Linked DNA regions of Mus musculus: region 1 is linked to region 2. A link is a contact called in public HiChIP or PLAC-seq data. All regions are on one chromosome and are shown on one strand. Each heading gives the region's core, a stretch centred on a gene start, on an enhancer-like site or on the middle of the called end of the contact. The rest is flanking DNA. Distances are from core to core; before and after follow the strand shown. Region 1 has its middle 12 kb from the start of Gm41264. Region 2 has its middle 26 kb from the start of Gm41262.

What was found. HiChIP or PLAC-seq counts read pairs in DNA pulled down with a chosen protein or histone mark.
Region 1: a contact with region 2 is called in a CTCF HiChIP or PLAC-seq map of the NIH/3T3 cell line, with 11 read pairs. The contact joins two enhancer-like sites. A contact is called at or near these places in 1 of 15 datasets of contacts at CTCF or cohesin (the NIH/3T3 cell line) and 2 of 484 Hi-C or Micro-C datasets (granulosa cells and nephron progenitors).

The regions. Positions count from the first base shown.
Region 1 is chr15:7,571,054-7,577,831 of GRCm38.p6, reverse strand. No RefSeq gene overlaps it. Among named protein-coding and RNA genes, the nearest start is that of Gm41264, 12 kb to the right of the region's middle. Within about 2 kb of position 3,376, at least 25 of the 459 cell types and tissues checked have an H3K27ac peak or open chromatin away from gene starts, as enhancers often do. A contact at or near this core is called in the NIH/3T3 cell line, where this site is marked.
Region 2 is chr15:7,490,299-7,497,297 of GRCm38.p6, reverse strand. No RefSeq gene overlaps it. Among named protein-coding and RNA genes, the nearest start is that of Gm41262, 26 kb to the right of the region's middle. Within about 2 kb of position 4,102, at least 25 of the 459 cell types and tissues checked have an H3K27ac peak or open chromatin away from gene starts, as enhancers often do. A contact at or near this core is called in the NIH/3T3 cell line, where this site is marked.

The sequences.
Region 1 (6,778 bases), core at 2,127-4,626, 81 kb before region 2:
TCCTAGGAGTGAAGTCATCACAGAGCAGAATCCCTGTAAAAAGCTTGCAAAGGTTTCCCAAAGAGGTACCTTCCTTCATCCTTATCAATACATCCTTATCAATACATCCTTATCAATACATCCTTATCAATACATCCTTATCAATACATCCTTATCAATACATCCTTATCAATACATCCTTATCAATACATCCTTATCAATACATCCTTATCAATATGATTTGAGCATTCCAGTTGCTACACATTATTGTCATCATTTGGTATGACCAGTTCTTAATTTCAGTCAGATGGGGTTGTCTCACTATGGTTTCCTGGACATTTTCCCAATAACCTAAAATGATTATCATCTTTTTGTGTGCTTATTGGTAATTCCTAACACTTTTCTTGGGAAAGACCTATTCAAAACATTTTACCCTTTGTATATGGGTAAAAAATTTAAATGTATTGATTTTTAGAACTCTATATATTGTGGAACTACAACTCTTCATGAGCACGAATCACAAGCCTCTTCTTACAGTCACAGCTTGCCTTTGCTTTGCCTTCGTAACAGTGTCTTAAATTTGTAGAAGCTTTTAATCTTGACAAAGCTGAACATTACTTTTCCCTTTTAGTGCTTTCTGCATTCTGGGAAAAAAAAAAACCTTCACGATCCCTATCATGAGAAGACTTGTTTTTAAAGCTTCAGAATTCGACCCATAATCGTCCCCAAACAAGCTTTGCGCTGCAGTGCAGGTCAACGCAAGTTTCCTTTCGTTCCTTCACTGATGCTCATTTTTCTAGAAACACTTGGTGTCTCATCACTACTGTGAATAAGCCCATTGAACTCTGTTGAAAAGAACTGGATATAGGCTTACAGAATCTTTATGGACTCTTTGTTTTTAATTGATCTATTTGTGTTTCCTCATGTCAGCACACTCTTTTAACTTGGGTTTCCCAGCCTTAAAATCTCCAGAGAGTGAGGCTGGGATTCTGGTGAGAAGATATTTAATCTCTATACTAATTTGGGTAAAATAGATACCTCAACAATAATGGCTCTTCCTGCCTTAACTGCTCAGACTAGAGCTCTCTGTCTGTGTATTGCTCCATTCATTTTGGCCTTTTACATCTTCTGTGCAGCATTTCTGTAGTTATAGGAAAACGGGGTTTATACATTGTATTAAATCTCTCTCTCTCTCTCCTTCCTCTCTTTCTCCCCCCTTCTCTCCCCATCTCTCTGTTTGTTGTTGGTATAGAGAATAGAAGCGCATGTTAATATTTGTAAATTCCCACTGTATTCCATGATGTGATAGTGTTCTGCTCACTGCTTTCACAGTCACTGTGGATTTGCTGTACGTGCAGTCATACTGTTTGCAAGCAGCTCTGCTTTGTCTCAATCCACAGTTATTTCCTTGGCTATGTACCATTCTTATTTTCTGTTGTAAACTTTGGAATCCATCACTTTATCTCTAAATGCTGGTTCAGAAATATCCACACATTTTGATATGTTCTGCTTTCATTGCCACTCCATAAAAATATTTGATTAAGTTCGCTGTTACCTCTTGCTCTTTTTTTTTCTGTCACCTCCTAGGCAGTTGGCTGTGTGGAGAAGAAGCTGAATGCCTCCTTCCCAGCCACCTGCTGTCAGAAACTCAATGGAGCGGATGATGAATGGAAACTTTCTAACAGAAGTGGAAGGACATGGAAGTAGCTGTTGATGTTCTAGATGAAGACTGAAAGGATTAGGTGGTCCCAGTCAGTGGTGGGGATGACAGACAAGGTTTTCCCAAGAAGCAAAGTGTCTTGATCCTTGGCAGAACTCTCCTGCTGTTTAATAAGAGGCATTCTGGTTATAGAACAAGGAGAGAGGAAGGACAATAGATTAGATTTTGGAGAAAATACACTGGTATTTCAATAATACAAATATAATTCCATATGTATGGGCCATCATTTTTTCTTAACTCAAGTATCCTTGATAGTGTACTCTGAACATTGAGCCCTGATTTCTCTTTCCACACATCCTATCTGCTATTTTCTGTGCATCTATCCTTGTGTTCTTCCTCTTTCTTTTGTTCCACTCTGTCCCGAGGCTATTTGCTATATTTTTGTTGAAATATTGCTATATTTTTGTTGTTGTTCTAGATATCATGCTTTTCTGTTCTAGAACATCTTTCTAGGGTTTCTTTAGAGCTTTGGTTTTTTCTGATGAAACTCTGCTGTTTTTTGTTCATTGTTATTTCTAAACCTTTAAACATATTTAAAGTAGTTATTTCAAAGATGCCTTCTAGATTCCAACCTCTGGTCATTCAGGCTTCTGCCTTTATTGGTTGTTTACTCTTTTGGTTATAGGTTACATTTCTATTCTTCTTTGTGTGTCTGTAGTTTTTCCATAATATTTTAGTCACTTCCATCAAGTTACCAGTAGAGATTAAACCAGATGGTATGTTTTTGCTGTGTTCTTTCCAGAAAGAATTTTCTATTTTCCTTGTCCAAAAACTTAGGAAAGAGTTTTTTGTTTGTTTGTTTTCCTGAATGTCCAAAAATTTGAGAGTTTTTTTTTTTTTTTTTCCTGAAAAGTCCACCTGGACTGTATAGTTGGGCTGGGTACAAGATGCGACTTTAATTTCAGTTTCCTTTTTGCTACTGAGAGGACGGTGACTGTTCTTATCTTTTCAGACTCAAGCCAAAATCCTTGCTGCTAGTATGAAGGTCTGATCTCTTTGGTGCTTTCAATTTTTGAGCTAGGGAGCGTTCAGTGGCAGCTTATTTAGTTAGATTTTGTAGACAGCTCTGGGACTTGATTAGTGTAAGGGATGAAAAGCAGCAGAGAGCTCCTTACTTTTTAGCTCTGCCCCAACTGCTGCTGAGTTGGCAAATTTCCCAGGGTGGAGAATTGTTCTGAGAAATTTATTTTTGTGTTTGGGACTCTTCCAGATTCCAACATTTCATAGAGTTTACACTGCTGTTAAAAGGTCAGCTGATTTTTTTTTCCTCATCCCAACAAACTTTTGTCCATGTTTATGGGCTGATTGCCTCCCCAACACATGCTAGGCAAGTTGCCCCAGGTATGAAAATAGTTATCATTTTATGCTCTTCTTTGATGTATTTATCTTTGTGATTGGTTTGTTTAGGTGTGTGCATACCTAGGTATGTAATGGGGCTTTATGGCTTAAAGAAAAATGTCAGTTTGAGCTTATTTATTACTTACTTTTGTTATTTTGAAGGTGGTCATCTTTATGTCTGTGTCTTACCAAAAATAGATCTCCACAGTTTTCTATTTTCTGGTTTCTAAGAGTTTTGTTGTAGATTATTTCTGAGAGTTGAGTGTGAGGCCTCTGAGCAGCACACGATACTCAGAGGTCTGGATGCAGACTCTGGATACCACTTGCCTGAGTCATGAGCAGTACTTGGCAATGGAAGTGTTGTTATTTTGTTCCTTTCCTGCCACAATCCAAAGAAGTTGCTTTTTGTGCATAAGCCTGGTCTATTCCCCTTTCATTCTTTAAATTCAATTCAATTCCTGCTAGTTTTCCTGTGCTATCTCTGTGGACAGCATCTTGATCCTAAGTCGCATCCGTACCAGAGAAGAGCAACAGCTTTCTCCTGATATTTTGAGTTTCTTCTTGTCCCTGGGTGGTCCTTCCTGTCGACTCCCCACACTCACATAGGCTGGTGGTAACAGAACTGTAATTCTAACCTTGTCACACTTCTCTTTAAACATTGTCAGTCACTGCCTGTTGTGTAATTGTTCAGAAAGTGCAGACAAAACACAGCAGGTGCACGTTCTCAGCGCCCTCTTTCATATTTCCCCTTGCTCTGTGCTACTCCACTAGTTTCTTTTACTTCCTACCCTCGTTGCTTTCTCCTACCATGTTATCTTTACATAGGTTCATCTCTCTACTTAGAACCTCAAGTTCCCTTCAAATTACACCTTAATAATCCCTTCTCAGTGAAGTCTTCCCTGAGCTCTCTGACTGTTTTGCTTCCTTGTTTTTTCTGTCACTTTTAAGCATTTGATTTAGTGATAAGTTTTGTGTTCTTTATAAGATTATCTACCTACTGTGGAAATCTTTCATTAGAGTAGAAATACCAGTGAGGGAAGAAAAAAAAGATAGCTTCCTGTATCATTTCATCCTTATGCCTAATATTTAGATGACCCTTATGAGTATTATCTGTCTGTCCAACTGTCTGTCTGTCTGTCTATGCATTATCTTATCTGACATCTATCTATTATCTATCTTATCTGACATCTATCAGTCGATCTTACCTGGCATCTATCTATCTATCTACCTACCTATCTATCTATCTATCTATCTATCTATCTATCTATCTATCTATCTCCATCCAACCACCCATCTATCCATCTATTATAAATCTGTATATTTATAACCTGCATGTTCATCTATTTGTTTTGTTTTCTAAAGACTTTCTCTTATGTTTTATAAAAAGAAGAGAGAGAAGGCAGGGTTATGTTTGGTGGAGGTATGGTAAGGTGTGCAGAGAAGAGGGAACCTCTGCAGGTCCATCCTGAGGCATCCCTTCCCCCCAATTACCAGCCACACACAATGGTATAGTATAAAATAGAGTTTATTCAGGGCATAGGGAGGGGAGGGCAGGGGGTCATCCATGCACATGTGAAGAGAGATGGGAGAAGGGGAAGAGGGTAAGGGAGCAGGAGCAAGAGAAGAAGAGAAGAGATCAAAAGAACAAGAAAACAAGAGGGCAAGGAGAGGGGGCAAGCAGCCCCTTCTATAGTGAGTCAGACACACCTGGCTATTGCTAGGTAAGTGTGGGGTGGAGCCTAGACGAAATGCCAACACTTTCAAAGACACTTTTGGACTTCATAGGCTTGTCTTAAATCAGCTTGAAAAACCAAGACCATAGACCAAGCAGGAAATAGACTCACTTTTGAACTTCAAGTTGACTATGTTAAATGTGTCACTTAGTTCAGCCCACCAAAGAAATACACCCCACAAAGCCATATGGACATCAGTGCTGACAGCATTGACATGCTTATTTTTCTTGACCTAGATAACTGAACTAGAGGGGCGATGAAGATTTGCCAATTAATTAGTGACTTAAATCACTTGTGAAAATGGCTATAAAAACCACTTCAAGCTGACTCCTCAGATGCCATATAAACATAAATGGTGTTTTCTTTTTCTGCGGTGGTGTCCAAGGAATTGTGGTCAAGACTCAAGATCATTTGAGACCTCCCCTAGAGAGTTATTCTTCAAAGACTGGGTCTAGTTACCTAAGCTATTCTTAAATTATCTCCAGTGTTCCAATTCCATTCCCCATCAGTCCTCTGATTCAGTGTGCAATTACTGGTATCGAAAATGGTGGACTCATGATGGAGCCATCTCCTCTGTTTCAAAAGTCAAGAAGATTGAGTTTCACACCCACATGGGAGTAATTTTGATGTTTTGGTTCTTGATAATTCTTTGGCACAACATCTCAAATGCTACTGCCATCCCTGAGATGACTCAGGGCTGAGAGACTCACAAGAGTCTTAAAGACCTAAACTGTAAAAGCTCAGGAAAAAGATCATACATAGCCACTCTTTGGGTTGAAGTCCTCTGCTCCCTCATTTTGTAACTTTTACTTTTATTATCCTTTATTTATTTACTTATTTTTGCAAGGATGGTGAATGGCATTGCTTGCATTGAAGCAAGAAGATATAATCAGGCTGTCTGGTAGAAGGAAGGAATGTGTGTTACATATGTTATTAAAGAGAATAATTGAGCTGTGGTAAAATGTATTTCCAAGGGATATAGATATCACAAAATAGAATTATTGCTTGAATGAACTGGTAATTCCAAAGTAGTCCCCTTTTCCTAACAGAGATATAAACATGTGGTTACCATAGGAAAAAGAAATACCAGAAAACTTGAATGAGAAACTCAAAACCCCTTCATTAATTCAGAGTGAAGCCTTTATTCCAATATTTGCTTTGAGTGAAATCCTCAATGTTATGCTGACTAAAAGACAGTATGGGTTCTTTATCCTGCACTAATTTTTTTTTTTTTTTTGAGAAGCCTGTTAGCCTGGTGTGTGTACATACCTTTCATCTCATCACTTGGGAGGCAGAGGTAGAAGGATCTCAATGAACTCAAGGCTAGCCTGGGCTACATAGTGAGACCCCCACCTCCAATACAAACAAACACCTAAAAGACATTATATTACGTACTATTACTTATCTATTAACATGGAAACATTTATAACTTTGCTTGAAAAAAAATACCTTTGTTCTCACTCATTTTCCTTGTTTTCTGATTAATAGTTGTTCAGCCCTTCAATGATAGGCTTATGACATTGTAAAGGGAATGACTGATCAACAGTCAACTGAGTATTGTGTTTGCCATGTGCTCTGACTTGAATATCTAGCATTTCCCCCAGGCTTATGTATTGAGTGCTTGGCTTCTACTGCTCTGTTGTAAGAGATTAGGGAGGGAGGGGGTGTACTGGAAACTTAGGATGTTGGGTCTGGTGGATAGGAGTAGATTCATGTGGATAATGAGTCCCTGGGCCCCTTCTTGTTTCACTCTCTGTCTCCTGTCCTTTCTGAAGTAAGAGGCTCCTCTGTCACTTGCTCTCCTGTCCTTTCTGAAGTAAGAGGCTCCTCTGTCACTTGCTTTTGCTGCCAAGATAGTTTTTTCAAGTGCAGGACCTCAAACAATCATGAACTGGATTCTCTGTATCTGGGAGTCAAGACAAATCATTCCTCCTGTGAACTGTTTATGTTGAATATTTAGTAAAAGTAACACAAAACTTTATACCATAAATAAACACATAACTCATAT
Region 2 (6,999 bases), core at 2,853-5,352:
CATCCTCTGAGTCAGGGGACAAGGCTGGGAAACACAGAGTCAAACAATGATTGACTTCATCCACTGGTGACTCAGGCCGTTGATTTTGATAAATGGGGGCCAAAGAAGGAGTCTGCAGTCACAGAGACACCTCATTTCCATCCCGGGTGTTTCACTGTTCCGTGGGCTTGTGCTGAGTTCACTGGGAGGGGAAACAAAGATGTCCTTTATGTATGACAGAAGGAAAAAATGGTACTCACAGGGCAACTGGCCTTATCAGCAATGAGAAGAATCTAAAGGTTAGCAGATGGCAAATAGAAAGAACGGTCTAACCTGATGTCAGAAGGTAGCCTTTCAAAGATGGCTTTGTTCCGTTGAATGCCATCCTGGCTTAACGTGTTTTATGCTCTGTGACATCAGCAGTAGTGCAGTCTACCAATGATGGGGCATGCAGCAGGAGCTGGGGACAGCACTTGGCACATTCCAGCAAGTGCTGCATGGGTGAAGGCATTGTTAATATCCTTTTCACCTTTATTGGCAACATGATTTGTTTACTTGATTTCCTGAGGATTAAAACTGTCAAATAGTCAAGACTTCTTTCTTTTCCTGGCTTCTGGGCTAAGGTTTGATTTAGTGAGCAGTTACTCTGGTGGTCTGATATATCTTTGTATAACCAGAATTTTGTAGGACAGCACACGTTTTTAACCGAGAGGAGAAGTGTTTCAGAAAACTGTTTTCTAGTCTTTATTAAATAAGCTGAATCTATGCTCCCCGCCCCCATCCCATGGAAGTATATCTCCATATTTGCCAAGTCTAATATAAAAACTGCACAATATATAAAACTGTACAGCAATTTGCTGTACAAGTAGCTTGATTGTCTCTCTTCAAAATACAGAAAACAAGCCTGCACACTACAGGGGAAAAAGCCATTTGACAACTTGAAACTTTATGTAATTCCTTCTGAAGGTGAAGAAACAACTTCAAATGCATGATTGTTATTATTACTGAGCAGTCAATAAAGCAGCAGAGCTCTATACTATACAACACTATATCATACAATACCACTCTATACCATTCCATACCACTCCATACCATACCATACCATACCATACCATACCACTCCATACCATACCATACCATACCATACCATACCATACCATACCATACCACTCCATACCATACCATACCATACCATACCATACCATACCATACCACTCCATACCATACCATACCATACCATACCATACCATACCATACCATACCATACCATACTATATAATTCTTTCCCTCCTTGCCCTTTCTTATTTTTGAGACACAGTTTCATGTAGCCGATGAATGTCAACTCACTATGTGGTTGAGAATGACCTTGTTTTTCTGACTAAGTCACTGCTTCCTGGGTGTGAAGATCACAGATGTGTTCCACCACACCTGGTCACCATGCCTAGTTCTGTATAGCATTGGAGATAGAAACCAGGAGTTTTATGCATGCTGGTTGAGTACTCTACAATCAAAGCTGTATCCCTACCCTGTCATGTACATATTTTTTTTGCCCCTGGTGTATTAATGTCCCCATAAAAGTTGGAAGAAAGACAGAATTGCAATATTCTTTGAGCAGAGGTGACAGCTTTACAGGTTGGCTGTGTCATCTCTGATCATAAAGTTTATAACTAACCCTGAATGCTGCATTAGAGTATGATGATTTCTCTCGGGAAACAGCAACAATGAGAAGACAAGCTGGTCTCTCGGAATATGGGTGGGAAAAAAAGTTGATGATATGGAGACATTTAGAGTAAGGTCTACTTCAATGAAAATTGAAATTACTCCCTATGTAATCAGCTGACTTCAGTGATGCTGAGAAAAGGAATTTCCGACCTCTGTAAAATCAAGGACTCTGATTGTCCAGCTGTCCCTCCCAGTTCCTCACACATAGTAGTTCCTCCATACATTCTCAGTGATTGAATGGGCCATTTTCCATGACATCTCTGTCACTATCTCTCCCTTTATCTGTTAAAAAAAAATCCTTCCATACATTTTTCTTTCCCTCTGGTTAAGGCAATAAGCCAACCTGGAGTTGCATGTAAGAAATGACATTAGTGTGGATGTCTGTTGATTGAGCATAGCGAGAAAGCCCAGGTTCCATTCATCTTCTTGGGTTCTAGCCCTTCATGAAAGATGAGAACAACTAGTAGAACCTTTGGCATGGGTGGGACTTTAGAGATCATAAACCTGTGGTGGCAGGGCGGGGACACACCTGATATGGAGATTGGCATCTCTTGACTTCCTCCAGTGTTCTCCCCATCTCTTGCATGCCCAGTGTATATGTATGTATAAATGCACTGTATATGTGCATGTATGTCTATATATGGAGCAATATCCAAGTCTAAGGCCACATCCAAACCTCTGCTCAAATGGACTTGTCACTCTTGTGAAACTTTAGTAACATCAAGGTCACCTGAAACTCAAAAAGAAGGGGTAACACCATTTTCAAATTGTCTTTGATCCATGAAATAAGTTTCTGGTTAGAGCCGATCAACACCTATCACAGATAGCCTAAGAAAAATAATTACGAGTATTATGAAGTGGTAGGTAGACATTCAGTTTGACTGTATACCATTCAGGAAGTGTTTATGAATGCTCTACAGTGGATTATAAAGTAGTTTACTGAATGCCAGAGTAGGAGGGCTTTCAGCATATCAGCTGAATCTCTACCTTCAGGATTTTGAACTTGAACTAAAAATGGATAGTATGGGGCAGAGCTGAGTCCCTGTTAATTGGTAAGAATTCAAGCAGTGGTGCAGCCACCACAAGGCACGAAGGACGTCTGTATCACAGTGAATACTGGAATACTTAAAGGCTAGGTGAGGATTTTTAAAAGTGGGATTCTGACTTTAATGTCCAAGAGATACAGAGAAAGGAAGAAAATCAGGTGCTAGCAATCTTAGTGGTCTGATGATCAGATCTCAAGTCCACAGTACAATTTGGCCCATGCATGGATTGATTCAATGGTGTCTCTGTGTGATGCGCAAAGACCCATACTCTGAAAGGTTCCGGAGACAAGCACTAACTGCTGCAGAGCAGCACTCTTTGGGTGAAGGGACAACCTCTCTGCCCAGGAACAGCATTCACTGTGCTGAGGTGACCACATTGGTGTGCCAATTCCTCGCTTTTCTGTGACTTTGGTGCAGGGTTCATCATGGAGAGTCTTTTTGCCTGGAAGCCTGAAGATCAGGTGTGCGTAAGAGTCTATGTCTCCCTAGAGGGGAAAAGTGAAAGTTCAGATCCACTTCTTCAGTGACTCATAGGTAGAACTCAGAGTTCCACAGGATCAGACTTAAGGAGCCATTGGGAAACAGTCCCTGTGTCTCACTCGCCCTTGTCATTCTTTTTCTCTACCCATCATCCATTTACCCCCTCTTCCTTATGCAATAAGTCTTAATTTTTTAATTCGTATTTAGGAAAACTGTCTCCTACCTAGCATAAGACAGTACATCTATCTTCCCATTTGAGCTGAAGTCTATAAAGGAAAGGCAGGAGAGAAAAGGTGAGGATATAGCTGGGCCAGAATCCAATCTCTATTTTCCAGTCATAGAAGGCTCCAATACACACTTTTTTCCTCTCTAGTTTCCAGGATAGAATAGTAGAGGTCCTGAGGTTGCTAAGGCCAGATAAGCAATTCCCCAAATAGAAAATAATCAGTGTCCCCAATACAATATGCAATTTGAGACAGTGGTGAGCAAAAGCACGATCATAATCATAGCCCTATATCAGTACTCTGTACCCACACACCCTCTTGCTCATCCCGGCGATGTTTACCAGAGGCAGCTGGCCAGAAAGGAAGTCAGCCGTGGGGGCTGCGCAGTGCCAGGAGCCAGCCCATCAAGAAGGCATTTGTGACTTTTCAGGGCGTGGGGGTAAAATGGAACAAAAGTAGTGTCTGTCTGTTTGCGTCATGGGAGCAGCATTGGGAGAAATTGCTCCTGACCAATGAATGCCAGTTGGTGGAACCCAGATTTTTAAAACAAACTAGCTGTTGGCCAGGGGGCTATCTGAGGATGCAGCCCATCAGTGGGGCTTGCTCCTTCGGCGTGGCTTTTCCAGGAGTGCTGGTCTGTGATAGGCTGTGCTCATGTGATGATTACTGTACCATGCATCTGCTGACTAACGATATGCAGACTTTCCAAAGCTCAACTGTTTTATAGTGTTCCAAATGAATACCAAGAGCATTTCTGGGAAGAGGGAGTGAACTACTGTGACATATGGACCAAATCTGAAGATTTGTCTGAAACTGATCAGCTGACTATGTGCCTCCTATATACCCTCTAACCCCTTAGGAATATAAAACTCAATCATTGTCACATGGTCTAGTGAATTAACTCTGCTTAAACCATAGGATGAGTTTATATTTCATGATTTTTGACTTTTTGAGGAGAAAGTGAATCTCAGTTCTCCTGAATTAACAGCAACTGAATGGTTTATACAGAAATCATATTGAGAGGAATGCCATCCTAAAGTACAGGTCAAAGACATTAAGATTAAAATACACTATGTAGCTCTACCCTCATACACCATTCCAAGTTAAAAATATATTGAGCAGTTCTTTTGACCTGATTTGATCTTACTGTTCCTCATGGTCCCTTGAAGCCACATAGCTAGACCTTTGTGATTACGGCTGAGGGGATCATCAGTTCATAGCTAAATGAAAGAATGAACAGGACCTAAGCTCTCTATTTGTCACTGTATTTAGAGCCTCTCTTTCAAACAATGCTCATTAAAGCATTACTAACCTTGTGAATTTGTTTTACTACATTCCTTTAAAGCAAAGATGAAATTCAGTTTGTTCACTATCCATCTGTTCCCCCATCCTTCAATCCACCCATCTGTTTGTCCACGTATTCTACCAATCTGTTTGAAGACATGAAGGCTTTAACTTAAATACTTTATTGTTGATAATATCCAGTGTTAGCTGTGTACCTTCATAGGGATTTTATATAGAGACTTATATAAGGACTAAAAAAATACCAAAAAACTAAGTGGTGTTTTATTGCCTTGTGAATCATCCCTTTCAACCAAATTGCTTGGGACAATTAGGTAAGTATAATTAGAAAGAAATGTAACCTCCAGGTGGCACAACAAATTCCCATAAATTCTACGGCTTTAAACCAAACAAACTCATCAGCCTTCAGCCCTACAGGTCAGAAGTCTGAGATGGGACAAAGGCAAGCTGTGTTTCTTCTAGAGATTCTAATATAGAATCTGCTTCCCTCCCTTCTCAATTCTTAGAATTTGCTTACATTTCTGATCTCTTTATCCCAATTCAATATTTCAAACCAGGAGTGGTCAGCCAAATTGTTGCCACATGACATCATTCTGACACTACCTCTTGTCTCTGTCTTCCACACTTAAAAAAAGAAATTCTCACTTGTGTTTGGGAGTGGGAGAAGTCATGAGTGGATAAAGTCTTGAGTGAATGTGAGCTGTAGACATGGCCACATCAAGGACCCCAGAGCCTCAGACCTTGGCTGTATCAACAAGAAAGTGTTTAAGTTAAAGTGTTAAATTAAAGTTCAAATAGGTAGGATACACGGACAAACAGATAGATGAATAGATGGATGGATGGACAGAGAGTGAACATCTTTGAATGAAAAAGAGGCTAAAAGGGAAACAGCCAAGCCTTCCTTTGGTCTATGTGTGGATATTGATAGTGTGTCCAGAAATGTCCCCCTCAGCTTCTCTCCATAATATGTACTGCCGGAAGACTATTCCCCAAGAGACTGCTTTTACTGAGATGAGGTATACCTGCCTGCTTGTTCAGCCACATATCATAATCCCACCTTCGTATTGATCGGCGTGTAGTAATCCTGCCTTGCTGTTCAGCTGTTGCAACAAGCCCGCCTCTCTTTTTGACTCTATATAATACGCATGTTGAGCTTCTGGAGTGTTGTGGTGTCTCCAGCAGAGAATCCAGACCACCTGTCCCTGTTTTCTGCCCATATGGCATTCTTCATTCCCTCGGCACCCCAGTCAAGTCCAAGTCTTTGGAGCTCTGCCCGGGCATGACCCTTGTGGTTATATTGGGATCACCTAACAGATAGAGCTCCCAGATAGAGCTCCAATCTCATAAGCAATCCCAGGTGGTGTCTCTATCTCTAGGCCTTTAACTTAAACACTTTTGTAATTTTCTTCTTGAAGTATTAGATAATATATTCCTGGGGTCTAGAAATTAGAATATAGACCTTGAAGGGTCTTATTCCGACTCCCACCAGAGGGTTCTAAATGTCACTGCAATCACACGTTGTGTTTGATCCTAGAGCACCGTCTCGAACTTTGCGTTCTCTATGCCATTTGTGACTAAAAGACTAGTTTGTTTTGTTGACAGGGATGTAGAAGATCTGGAAATAAGTTGGAAGATCAAACAAATATGGAAAGTTAGAATGATGGAAGAATGGAAGGAAGAAAAATATGGAAGATGGAACTAAAGAATGCAAACCAGAAAAAGTTGTGTGGGCCCAGACTAAATATTTATTACTTACTTAATTTTAAAAATATTTTTTTCCTGGTCCTGGGGTTCAAACTCAGGGTCTTAGACATGCTTAGCTAGTGCTCTACCACCCGGCCATATCCCCCACTCATCAAGAAATAGTCTTCACGTGGGCTTTAAGTTAAGGTTCATGGGCAATAAAACTGGAGGAGAACACACACCTTACTAGATCTAAGGAGCTTCTTAGAGGCAAAGCACATGTACAGATGATAGAAGCTCACCCATCATTTGCCTGGAGAAATGGACTCTCTCGTGTCCCTCAGATAAACTGCTTTACTGATAGTCTAGTCTACAGCATGTCTTCACATCTCTTCTGGGCTTTGTTCACAATGTTCCCTGAAGTCACAAGCATGGCCCAGTAACAATGAATAAGCCACTTTGGTTGGAGCCCAGGAAGCGTACCTTCCATAAAGTGAGACTGCTGGGGCCTCAGACGTTTGTTATCAGGATCAGCTGGCATAGTGATGATTTACTTAGAAATC